Regions from separate parts of the Danio rerio genome. Here region 2 is linked to region 1. The links are chromatin contacts, called in public Micro-C maps. All regions are on one chromosome and are shown on one strand. Each heading gives the region's core, a stretch centred on a gene start, on an enhancer-like site or on the middle of the called end of the contact. The rest is flanking DNA. Distances are from core to core; before and after follow the strand shown.

Region 1 (5,240 bases), core at 2,530-5,029:
ATTGAAGAGATTAAGTGATACAAGGAGCTGTTTTTATAATTAAATGGGTATATTTTAGGACTGTTAGCCCCATGGCTGGAATTGCTTGGGGGGGGGGGGGGGGCCCCAAATCATTAAATCTGCCCCTGCAAGTTCTCCAAGGAAACTGTTTACTTAGGAGCTATTAAATTCTTAGAAAATAATATTCAAGTGTACAAAAGTGTTAGAGCACTACCTGTTCTCCTTTGTTATCAAGTTCTCATTTATGAATATGCTGTAGATTATACGGTTACATTCTAATGCAACTGTACTACATATTTTGTAGAAGCAAAGTGTAAACAAAAAGGTCTAGAACTCACAAAATGCAAAACTTTTTTTTTTTTTGGCCAGGAAACCGGAACTTAAAATGGAGCTTCTAAAAAACTAAATGCTTCCCAAAATAACTCAAGTGTGATTCTATGGTGAAATTTGGTAAATTATCTTCTTTACCAACATGAACACAGCAGGTGTCTTGTAAAAACAACATTAAGCATACCTGCACAGATGTGATTGAACCCTTCTTGGTGGTTGTGATTCTTTCCTGCATGGTACCCATGTCAGTGGCCAGAGTTGGCTGATAACCCACAGCAGAGGGGATACGACCCAGAAGGGCAGACACCTAATCAAAAAATAAATCAAATCAACATAACCCTTAAACCAGATTATATTTATTGATTTACTTTTTTATATTTGACTTATGAACCGTTTACTGACCTCTGATCCAGCCTGGGTGAAGCGGAAAATGTTGTCAATAAAGAGCAGCACATCCTGTCCCTCCTGATCACGGAAATACTCAGCAACAGTCAGTCCTGTCAAAGCCACACGGGCACGGGCACCTGGGGGCTCGTTCATCTGTCCGTACACCAGTGCCACCTAACAATCAAGAGGACCTTGTAATTTAATGCTTTTCTAAAGTTTACAAGCATAATCCTTTTAGCTTTACTTCTCTACGAGTGGATCTGAGAAGATCTTCAAGTCACCTTTGAGGTGGTGTCCTTCAGGTTGATGACACCAGACTCAATCATTTCATGGTAGAGATCATTTCCCTCACGGGTCCTCTCTCCCACACCAGCAAACACGGAGTAACCACCATGAGCCTTAGCTACGTTGTTGATCAGCTCCATAATCAACACAGTCTTTCCCACACCAGCACCACCGAAAAGACCTGAAAACGAGATGGTGCTTTAAGTTAGCTCAAGCATGGCACGATTTGAAACTAGCAGAACCCAATATAGAGGGGTAAAAAAAAAAAAAAAAAAAAAAACCTCAAAGATTCTTTGAAAAATAAAAAATTCCAATATTAATGACAAAGTAATTGACTAATGTTCTTTATTTACATTGTCACCATTTTAACTGTACAATTCTAACCATTAACAAAGCAAGTCTCTTAGCTACTAATTTACTGCTTATTAATATTTAGTAATGTAGTAGTTGTGTTTAGTTATTGGGTGTGATTAGAGATTTAGTAGCCCCAGCACACTTATGGTCGCAGCTGATAGCAGCATATGATTATAATTGATGCAGGTTGCAACCATGGCTCAGAAAAGACAACAGCAGTTTGGAGCCGAGAAGAGAACAGTAGTAGCAGATGAATCCAGTGCATCACTTTTAGGTAGATTAAGTCCACGAATCTGGAAAACTTAGTTACATACAATGCACAATTTCACTGTATGCATTTATTATAATTCAGTGCAGTTACTTTGTTTATTCTTTATCTTTGTCCATTTCTTACTGCTTCGGTTTTACCAAGCTGTCAAGTTCCTTTTGTTGCATTGCTGCAATGACAAGTCTCTGGTCTTTACATCGGTGTATGGCTGTGTTTTCAATAGGCAATAGTAGGATAGTTGTTGAGTTTAGGTTTTGGGGTATAATTAGAGATGTAGTTCAAGATTACTTTAGAAGTATTAATAAACAGGTAATATCCAAATAGGCAGTTAATAGTGTGAATTGGTACTTAAACTAAAGCATTACCAAAATTTTTAATTGATTCATTTGATGGCAACAATGTCAACAGTAATAAAACCATACGATTGTCAAAATAAAAAAAATCTAATTATAGTTTAATGATCTAGCATTATTTAACAATGCTAAAACTATTGTTAAACAACCATATGGTCTCAGGATTCTTTGTATTGGAAATTTATAAATCAATACTAAATCAATATATTTATATCAAATGTATTACATTCTATATCAATGTATTTTATATGTTAATATTAACATTTCAATCTTTGAATTCCTAATTCTTTTACTTTAAATGTATATACACACCAATCTTGCCACCCTTGGCATAGGGTGCCAGCAGATCTACGACCTTGATTCCTGTGACCAGAATCTCCTGCTCGACACTCATGTCTGTGAATTCTGGAGCCTCCGCATGGATGGGGGCAGTCCTGCATAAAAGTCACAATCAACTTAACGTACATCTGAATCTCAGAAAATCTTTTTTTTTAGCTTTCAAACAAGCTTCTGCTTAAGCAATCTTTAAATACTCACTGTTTTGTGGAAATTGGTCCTCTCTCGTCAATGGGCTCACCGATGACATTCATGATCCTGCCAAGCGTCTCAGGTCCGACAGGGATTCTGATGGGGGCACCAGTGTCAAGAACCTTCTGACCACGCACCAGTCCCTCGGTACCATCCATAGCGATTGTGCGGACAGTGTTCTCCCCTAAAGTAACAGCAAAAACGTTATAGAACAACTGTAATTAATAAATAAATATTACATTACTCAGATTGACTGTGCATAAATTGTATTACCCAAATGCTGAGCCACCTCCAGGACTAGCCTGGAATCACGGCCGGCTACTTCCAGGGCATTCAGAATGGGTGGCAGACCCTCGTCGAACTGGACGTCCACAACGGCACCGATGACCGCGACAATACGCCCGCTGGCGGCGGCAGCAGCAGCGGCAGGAGCAGCATAATCCCTGCCTGTGGAGAAGGAAGAGAAACAGATCAATAATCACATGCACACGACACAGAAAATAATCTATTTGTAATCAAAGTCATTCAAAAAAATATGAAATTCTTAAGTTCCTTGTTTTGAAAGCCGTGTTACTATATTATTGTATTTATTTGCACAATGACACGAAGTCGCAGTGTAATGAATGAACGCTAGCACAGCTATACATAAAGCGATTGGAAACATGCTTATATCTGACTGCAGTGTGCATCTAAAAGCAGTAACTGTTTATAAATGTTCATAAATGCGTTTGCATTATCCCGTGATCTTATTCCACATGTCTTCTGTACCATGACCTCGTAGGCTGGGAAACAGCTAGCAACGCGAGCCTCCTCTCCATGACACATAAAGGTCATTCCCGATTTCTTACCAACAACAACTAGCTGTTGTCATTAAAACAGAGTACTGTGGTATGACAACACATTTCCAGCTGAATTAAAGTCAAATTAGTGCATCAGACGAAACCAATCACTAAAAATATTGACGTTAAACTTTGCGGCCTGCACTTAGAGTCCCGCATGCTGCCATTTAGCGGTCTCGCGCCGGCGGTGACGTTGCTGTCAGAAAAGCTGCGCTAAAACAACTTTCAAAACAAAATGTATTTCACTTACGTGAAAACAGAGATGGAGCTCCGTTGAGAGCCTTCAGGGGGTGAACCCCGGGCTTGAGAGCCTGCAAAGCCCCAGTGCAGCAGCGTCCCACAGCTCCCAACATTGTTAAAATGGCTGAAGGTGGAATCGGGTAGAGGCTGAGGAGCTTATATATAGTGCCGCTTGAACCTCGCACTGCGCATGCGTGGAAGACAATGGCGACACGGGAACTAAGCATCTGCGCATGCGTTGGAGTTGAAGGACAGTCTGGGCATTATGAATAGCATTTTAAATCTGCAAGGGAAGTCTATGCAAATGAACAACTATAGCCATATATATTTATATCTGTATAGCTACACATATATAAATATTATAACGTTATTTCTATTATTGCCGTTATTACTACAGTGCAGAAGCGCTTATTTTTAGATGCAATAGAATTTAGGATGTACCCTAACAGTTTGTGTGCGTGCATTATCCGCTTAAAAGCTATGTTAGAAAATATGAAATGCTTTTGAGCAGATAAGATATAACGTTAACAAAGAAACAGTAACGTTAAATGTCTCACAGTTTCTTAGCTCTGATCTCAACTGTTTTTGTGTAGTTGTTGTTGTTTTATTGCAATAACAACAGGCCATTCCAACAAATAGAAATACAAAGCAGATAGAAGTATAGTACAAGCAAAACAAATATTACTTTTTTGCAACAAGAGAAAAGTAACAATTTTAAAATAAATATAATAAAGGTAAAGAAAAAGAAAGACAATGAGAAAGAAAAAATAAACAAAAATAAATGAGGGTACATGACAAAAAAAATAATGCAGAATATTAAGTAAAGCACATGTTTTATACGTTTTAATTGCTTTCTTGTTATGAGACTCCGTGATGGTTTTTAAATACAGTTCCAATTCTCTTTTAAAAAAAATAATAAATCGGCTTACATTAAGTATATTTGTATTTGTGTATAAAAAAAAACTTTTCAATAAATAAAATGAGGTTTATGCAAAAAAAAAAAAAAAATGTTTTTCTTTTAAACCCCAAAACAACATGTCTATAGCTATAACCTTTTGGACAATTAGAGGGTTTATATCAGACCAGAACGACTTAACAGAGGGACATTCCCAAAACAAGTGAGCAACAGACTCAGAGGAAGTCTCACAGAAAGAGCAAGACACGTTAATGTCATTTTTTGAATTTTTGTAAAAATAAAAAATTAAAAAATCTTTAACTGGATACAATCTGTGAATAATTTAAAAAAAAATGTTTTTAATTTTATTTGTTAAAAAATTCTGGGGGAGTGACAAAACATACGACCATTTAATATAATCAAAAAGGTTGTTCCTATAAGAAACAGAAGAAGGATTTGAGATGACAAGGTCTAAAAATAAAGACCTAATTTTATAATTGGATTTTTTAGTGGAGAAACAAATTGATCCAACAACAGTAGAATCAGAATAGGGGAACATAATGAAATCAAAGAATTATTATTATTTCTAAAAAGCATAGAAATGTCAGAGGAGATGGCCTAACAAACAATGGTAGATTCTTTTTTTAGATTTAGGCACTAATCTCAAGTGTGTCAGTGAAGATTTCTAGCCTATGTTTGCTAGCTTATTGCCACTAGGTGTCGCTGTTGTTTAAAACTCTATTTAATTATCACCACTGAAA
Region 2 (5,272 bases), core at 2,480-4,979, 150 kb before region 1:
GTTTAACTTTTGAAAATTTAACACCCCAGTAACACCTTTTGTACATTAAAAAATGTTTTCTTGCTGCTTGTTCAAATTACTTATTTAAAATGAGCTCAATCAACATAGGCGAAGCAGTGGTGCAGTAGGTAGTGCTGTCGCCTCACAGCAAGAAGGTCGCTGGGTCGCTGGTTCAAACCTCGGCTCAATTGGCGTTTCTGTGTGGAGTTTGCATGTTCTCCCTGCGTTCGTGTGGGTTTCCTCCGGTTTTTTCCGGGTGCTCCGGTTTCCCCCACAGTCCAAAGACATGCGGTACAGGTGAATTCAATAAGCTAAATTATCCGTAGTGTATGAGTGTGTGTGTGTGTGAATGTGTGTGTGGATGTTTCCCAGAGATGGGTTGCGGCTGGAAGGGCATCCGCTGCGTAAAAACTTGCTGGATAAGTTGACGGTTCATTCCGCTGTGGCGACACCAGATTAATAAAGCGACTAAGCCGACAAGAAAATGAATGAATGGAGGAATCAACACAATTCCTGAGGGATTTTTGAGAACTTAAATTTGTAAAAACATTTAAGTTTTTGTAATTTATTTGTGTTGGGACAATATGAAGGTATTGTGTGGAATCCAGCATTTTAAAACTGAATTTAAGTTAACTTATTAGTTTGTATGAATTTAGGTGGTATTTTGCATGCATGCGGTTTACAAAGGAAATGGTGTTTGAGCCTTACAGTTTGTCAATTGGGCGACGCTATGGCGCAGTAGGTAGTGCTGTTGCCTCACAGCAAGTAGGTCGCTGGCTCGAGCCTCGGCTGGGTCAGTTGCTATTTCTGTGTGGAGTTTGCATGTTCTCATCGTGCTCACGTGGGTTTCCTCCGGGTGCTCCGGTTTCCCCCACAGGTCAAAGACATGCGGTACAGGTGAATTGGGTAGGCTAAATTGTCCGTAGTGTATGAGTGTGAGTAAGTGTGGATGTTTCCCAGAGATGGGTTGCAGCTGGAAGGGCATCCGCTGCATAAAACAAAAAATGAATAAGTTAACGGTTCATTCCACAGTGACAACTCCGGATTAATAAAGGGACTAAGCCGAAAAGAAAATGAATGAATGAATGAGTTTGTCAATATGTACAGTATATCAGTATCATTTTAACATGCATGTCTATACAGTTTTCTATGGCACCTTGTGATGATGTCAAGAACAGGTGTATTACATGTTCAGTATAGAGGTATTTTAATTCTAGCGTAAAACAAATCTCTTCAAAGTTTGCAAAAAAGAAAAAGAAAAGTCCTAAATGCAAATTAGATGTATTTCCAATCAAATATTGCATCAAGTATTATAATTAACAGTAAACAAGGCAAGCATAATAGAGATAGGGCTGCAGTTAATAATGATCAGGCAAGTTATAGATGTCCTAGTAGTGCAGCTTGCAATTGCTAAAAATAACGCTGTGCACAGAAGAAGAAACGAAGAATTTTTGATAAATGGCTTGGCAGCAAAAGCACTAAGACTATGTCGAGCCCCATACATTAGAAAAGACAACATCTACGATTTTTGGGAGGTTGTATTGACCAGACTTTTTATGCTCGAACTGTAGCTGGCTGCAAATGTTGTGCAATGTTATTGCGACAGCTTCAGCAGAAACAGCTGATTAGTCACATGGGTGTAATGTTTGCTACATCAAATTTTATTTGGCAAATGCATTATTCGCTCCCATTATTTGCATTAATTTGCATTAAAGTCCAAACCACCTCAAGTGAGCGTTAAAACTTTTTTGTTAACTCTGTGTAAAATCAAAATGTACAATGTTTATCTTGTTATTCTTTAGATGTTGTCTTTTTTAGATAATCCATGCAAGTTAATATATTGAAAACACTTTTTTTGGGGTATCTTTAATCAAATGTCCTTCCACATTTGGAGTGGCGGTGATTCTCTGTTAATGTCAATTTGACAACTTTAGCCACAATGTTCTTAACCACACCCCACTTACCATTAGTTTGCTATAAAGGAATGATGCACAAAAGGAAAGCCCAGCCCCTAACTCAATATTCTATTTCATTAAAAAGTGAACTCAGCAACTTCTGGTTTAAATGGATGAACTGCATAAAAGTGAAGTTAAGTTATTCCTTTTTTTTCTGCTATTGTGATGAAGCCCACATCTTATTGAAAGAGTTGCTGAAATAAATCTAATAAATTGTAGCGTGATGCAAGTTTCATCCTTTGGGAACTGATTGGATCATTGGAAGATGGGCATTGCTAACAAAATGGAGGAAGATTTGAGACAATTTGTGGAGCATTACTGTCCACCACATGAATTCAGATACGATACCTGATGACAGGAACTAGGAGCTAAATTTTACAGACAAAATTGTACCATATTTGTTTGAGGGGTGAAGGAAGGTTTTTGGTGTTTGATTAAAGTTAATGAGGACACTTTAAGCATTACAAATGAAACAAAGTGCACAGACACATTTATAATAAGATAATACTACATAGCCTTTAAAAAATAAGAAGAGTGTATTTTGATTTCATGCCGACTTTAAGTGATTTTTATTCAAAATTTTGTTCCATTTATACAGTTCCTTAAAGTCTGCATTAACAAGGGGTGATGGAAACCCAGTTAATCTGTTAAGAAATAGCCGTTTTTTAAGCAAAGCATATTGTTCATAAAAAGACAGTAGCCTATTAGATAGCTAACTCAAAACCCAGAAGTTTAAAAACATAGTCTCACGACAAGTTAGTTTTGATAAATAAATCTTAAAACAGCTTGCCATACAAGCAGCTCATTGGCGAAAAGCTGCCCTGATGCCATGAAAACTGTAATTACATGCTAAGACATCAAGTCAAAAACAAGTCTCTCATAAACATTTAAATGACATCTCTTTGTACTTTTTTTTCTTTTTTGTTTCCTTTCCACCTGTGTTGTTGCACGTTGTTGTAGCACACCTCCCCGAGCAATCACATGGGAGATGTGACCGCACCATTCAATCTCAATCATCTCTCACTCGCTCTGCCTACCACAGTCACTTTCGCTTAGAAACATGACATCACTTTAACTAAAAGTGTTCACAGAGAATTAGTCTGTTTTAATGGAGTACCTGCGCCGGTGCAGCAGAAAACCTCTCGCTGTCGTTTGGCAGATGTTAAACGACGATGTGTAAACAGTGGACACTTTGTGTTGTCTCGCGTGAGATCTGAAACAAGCTGTTTGTTTTCACCTGACCGTTCTTCTTCACGGGGTTCTTAGAGATGAAGAGGAGAGACAAGCTGAAAATCCCCTCCCTCACTTTGGAGTAAGCTCAAATATATATTCTTTCGTTGTTCAAATGTTCGTGATGAATTATTTACTCGAGATGGGGGAAACCCCTCGGAACTGCTGTGAGAGACGAACCGACAAAGACAGCTGATAAATGTTATTAAATAACGTCGTTTGTTCATATTTCTGCGTATCCCCGCGTTATTCTATGGTTGGTAATGATGTGAAATAAACTAGCAAAAAAAAGTAACGATATAGGTAGCACTAGCATTGACAAGTGTTTGCTGTACGGAAGCAAATGTCAAAATTACTGTATCGCCTACAGTTTGGAACACGAGTTAAATAATGTCTTGCAGTATATTTTGTATATTCAGTATATAAACACTTCATTATTATCGATTAAATAGACAATTTTGTTCTTAGAGAGTGCATTTCCTTTTATTTTAATGCGCACGACTAAATCTGACAGTCAGTGTCCTTGTTAATAACGACTTTTGTTTATTCATTTGAATATATATCAGGGTTTCTTCTGATTTAGCATTATAGAAATTATTTAATGTTTAATTAAAAAAAAGTTAAATGCTAAAATGTAGGATTGTTAAACAAGTTTGAATATATTTAAAAGCACATTGTGTTAAATTTTACATTAAAATATTTTTTTGACGTAAAGTAGCCTATACCTTACCTCTTTCAGCAATATATTTTTATTAAAATTATACATGAACTTTACTGCAAAATGATGTTTAAAATTATAAACTTATAATTTATGAAAACAACAAACCTTATGTATGTATGTATGTATGTATTATTATTATACACATTATAGTTCATTGTTATGGTTTTTGATCGTATCATCCTCTAAAGAGTAATGCTGTTCATTATTTTTTAATGTTTATTGCATTATTTGAGTTCCATGAGTGTTGTGATATATCTTGATATTTTAATGGTAGGCCCATTACTATACATTTACTGTAAATTTCTGAAAATCCACTGTAAATATAACAGCATATACATTCATTTTCGCTGCCTACAATTCCAATATGGTCTTCACCATAATCTCCATGCACCAAATGTTATTTTATTGGAATGACTCCACATCACGTTGCATCACATTACAGCTGAATACATCAGGGGATTGCAGATGCGCTTTCTATTGGGTGAACACTCTAATCACACTTTCAGGATCCTACTATGAGCCAAGCTTTTAAGTGAGAACACGAGTCTGAGTGTTCTGACACTCTCCTTATCGCATCCGTATCGTTCTCGCAATGTTTTCCTGCTTTTTCTGACACTTGCTTCTGCCTGCCTTCAACATGATCACTGCAGCTTTCCAACCCTGTCCTCCCACTCTGAGCTTGGAGTGAATATAGTCGACCCCACAACCCACTACATTTCCAATCCCAGCGTGTAGGAGCTCGCATCCGGAGCATCCTTCTTCAGCAGAAGCATCTGCAAATATGATTGAGGATTACTGCTGTTGTTTAATGGGGATTTTCTCCTTTGGGTTCCAGAAAGCATTGCATTGTATCTATGATATTATGAGTTTGACGAAACAATGCAGATTCTGAATGTGAATGCACAGAGAGCTGTTGAAAGCAGCATAACATCAGATTGTTGAGCACAGGGGGGTAGGATTCACAGTTGGGTCGTCTCCAGTTTTCTCACTTCACCATGACAACATCTTCACACTTCCACTGCGCTTGTTGCTATCCATTGCGGTGAGAATATGCAGACTGCCAGACGGTGGCAGCCCTATTTGTACAGTCATACATATTTAACGTTCCAGTTAGCTTTTAGGTCACCAAAAAATGCTCATTTGTTATGCAAACCAGAGAGTTCATCAAAGTTTGACTCATGCTATAGCCAGAGCACTTCGGGGGATATTTAGTACAAAGGGTAGAACGGCCAGTTCTAAAACAGTGTCATTAAGGTCACAATAATCAATACCTTTCTAAAGCAGCTCAAGCTAACAACATGCCTCGTTTCTGTTGTGGTTTGCTCCATTAATCGGATTTCAGTTTGACTTTACGTGTAAATACCTA

The links. A called contact is a pair of places that touch in the nucleus more often than the background predicts.
Region 2: a Micro-C map of caudal fin shows a contact between it and region 1, with 2.9 times the contacts expected there. The contact joins the promoter of il12rb1 here to the promoter of atp5f1b in region 1. A contact is called at or near these places in 2 of 18 Hi-C or Micro-C datasets (caudal fin and hematopoietic stem cells).

The regions. Positions count from the first base shown.
Region 1 is chr11:13,703,786-13,709,025 of GRCz12tu, reverse strand. It overlaps atp5f1b (ATP synthase F1 subunit beta), which reads right to left and starts at 3,779. Exons shown (of 10, transcript NM_001024429.2): 1 at 3,595-3,779; 2 at 2,779-2,952; 3 at 2,515-2,689; 4 at 2,290-2,411; 5 at 999-1,183; 6 at 733-891; 7 at 515-637. The coding sequence starts at 3,697.
Region 2 is chr11:13,851,494-13,856,765 of GRCz12tu, reverse strand. It overlaps il12rb1 (interleukin 12 receptor subunit beta 1), which reads right to left and starts at 3,729. Exons shown (of 15, transcript XM_073916560.1): 1 at 3,073-3,729. It overlaps mast3b (microtubule associated serine/threonine kinase 3b), which reads left to right and starts at 2,961. Exons shown (of 27, transcript XM_073916550.1): 1 at 2,961-3,267. The coding sequence starts at 3,224.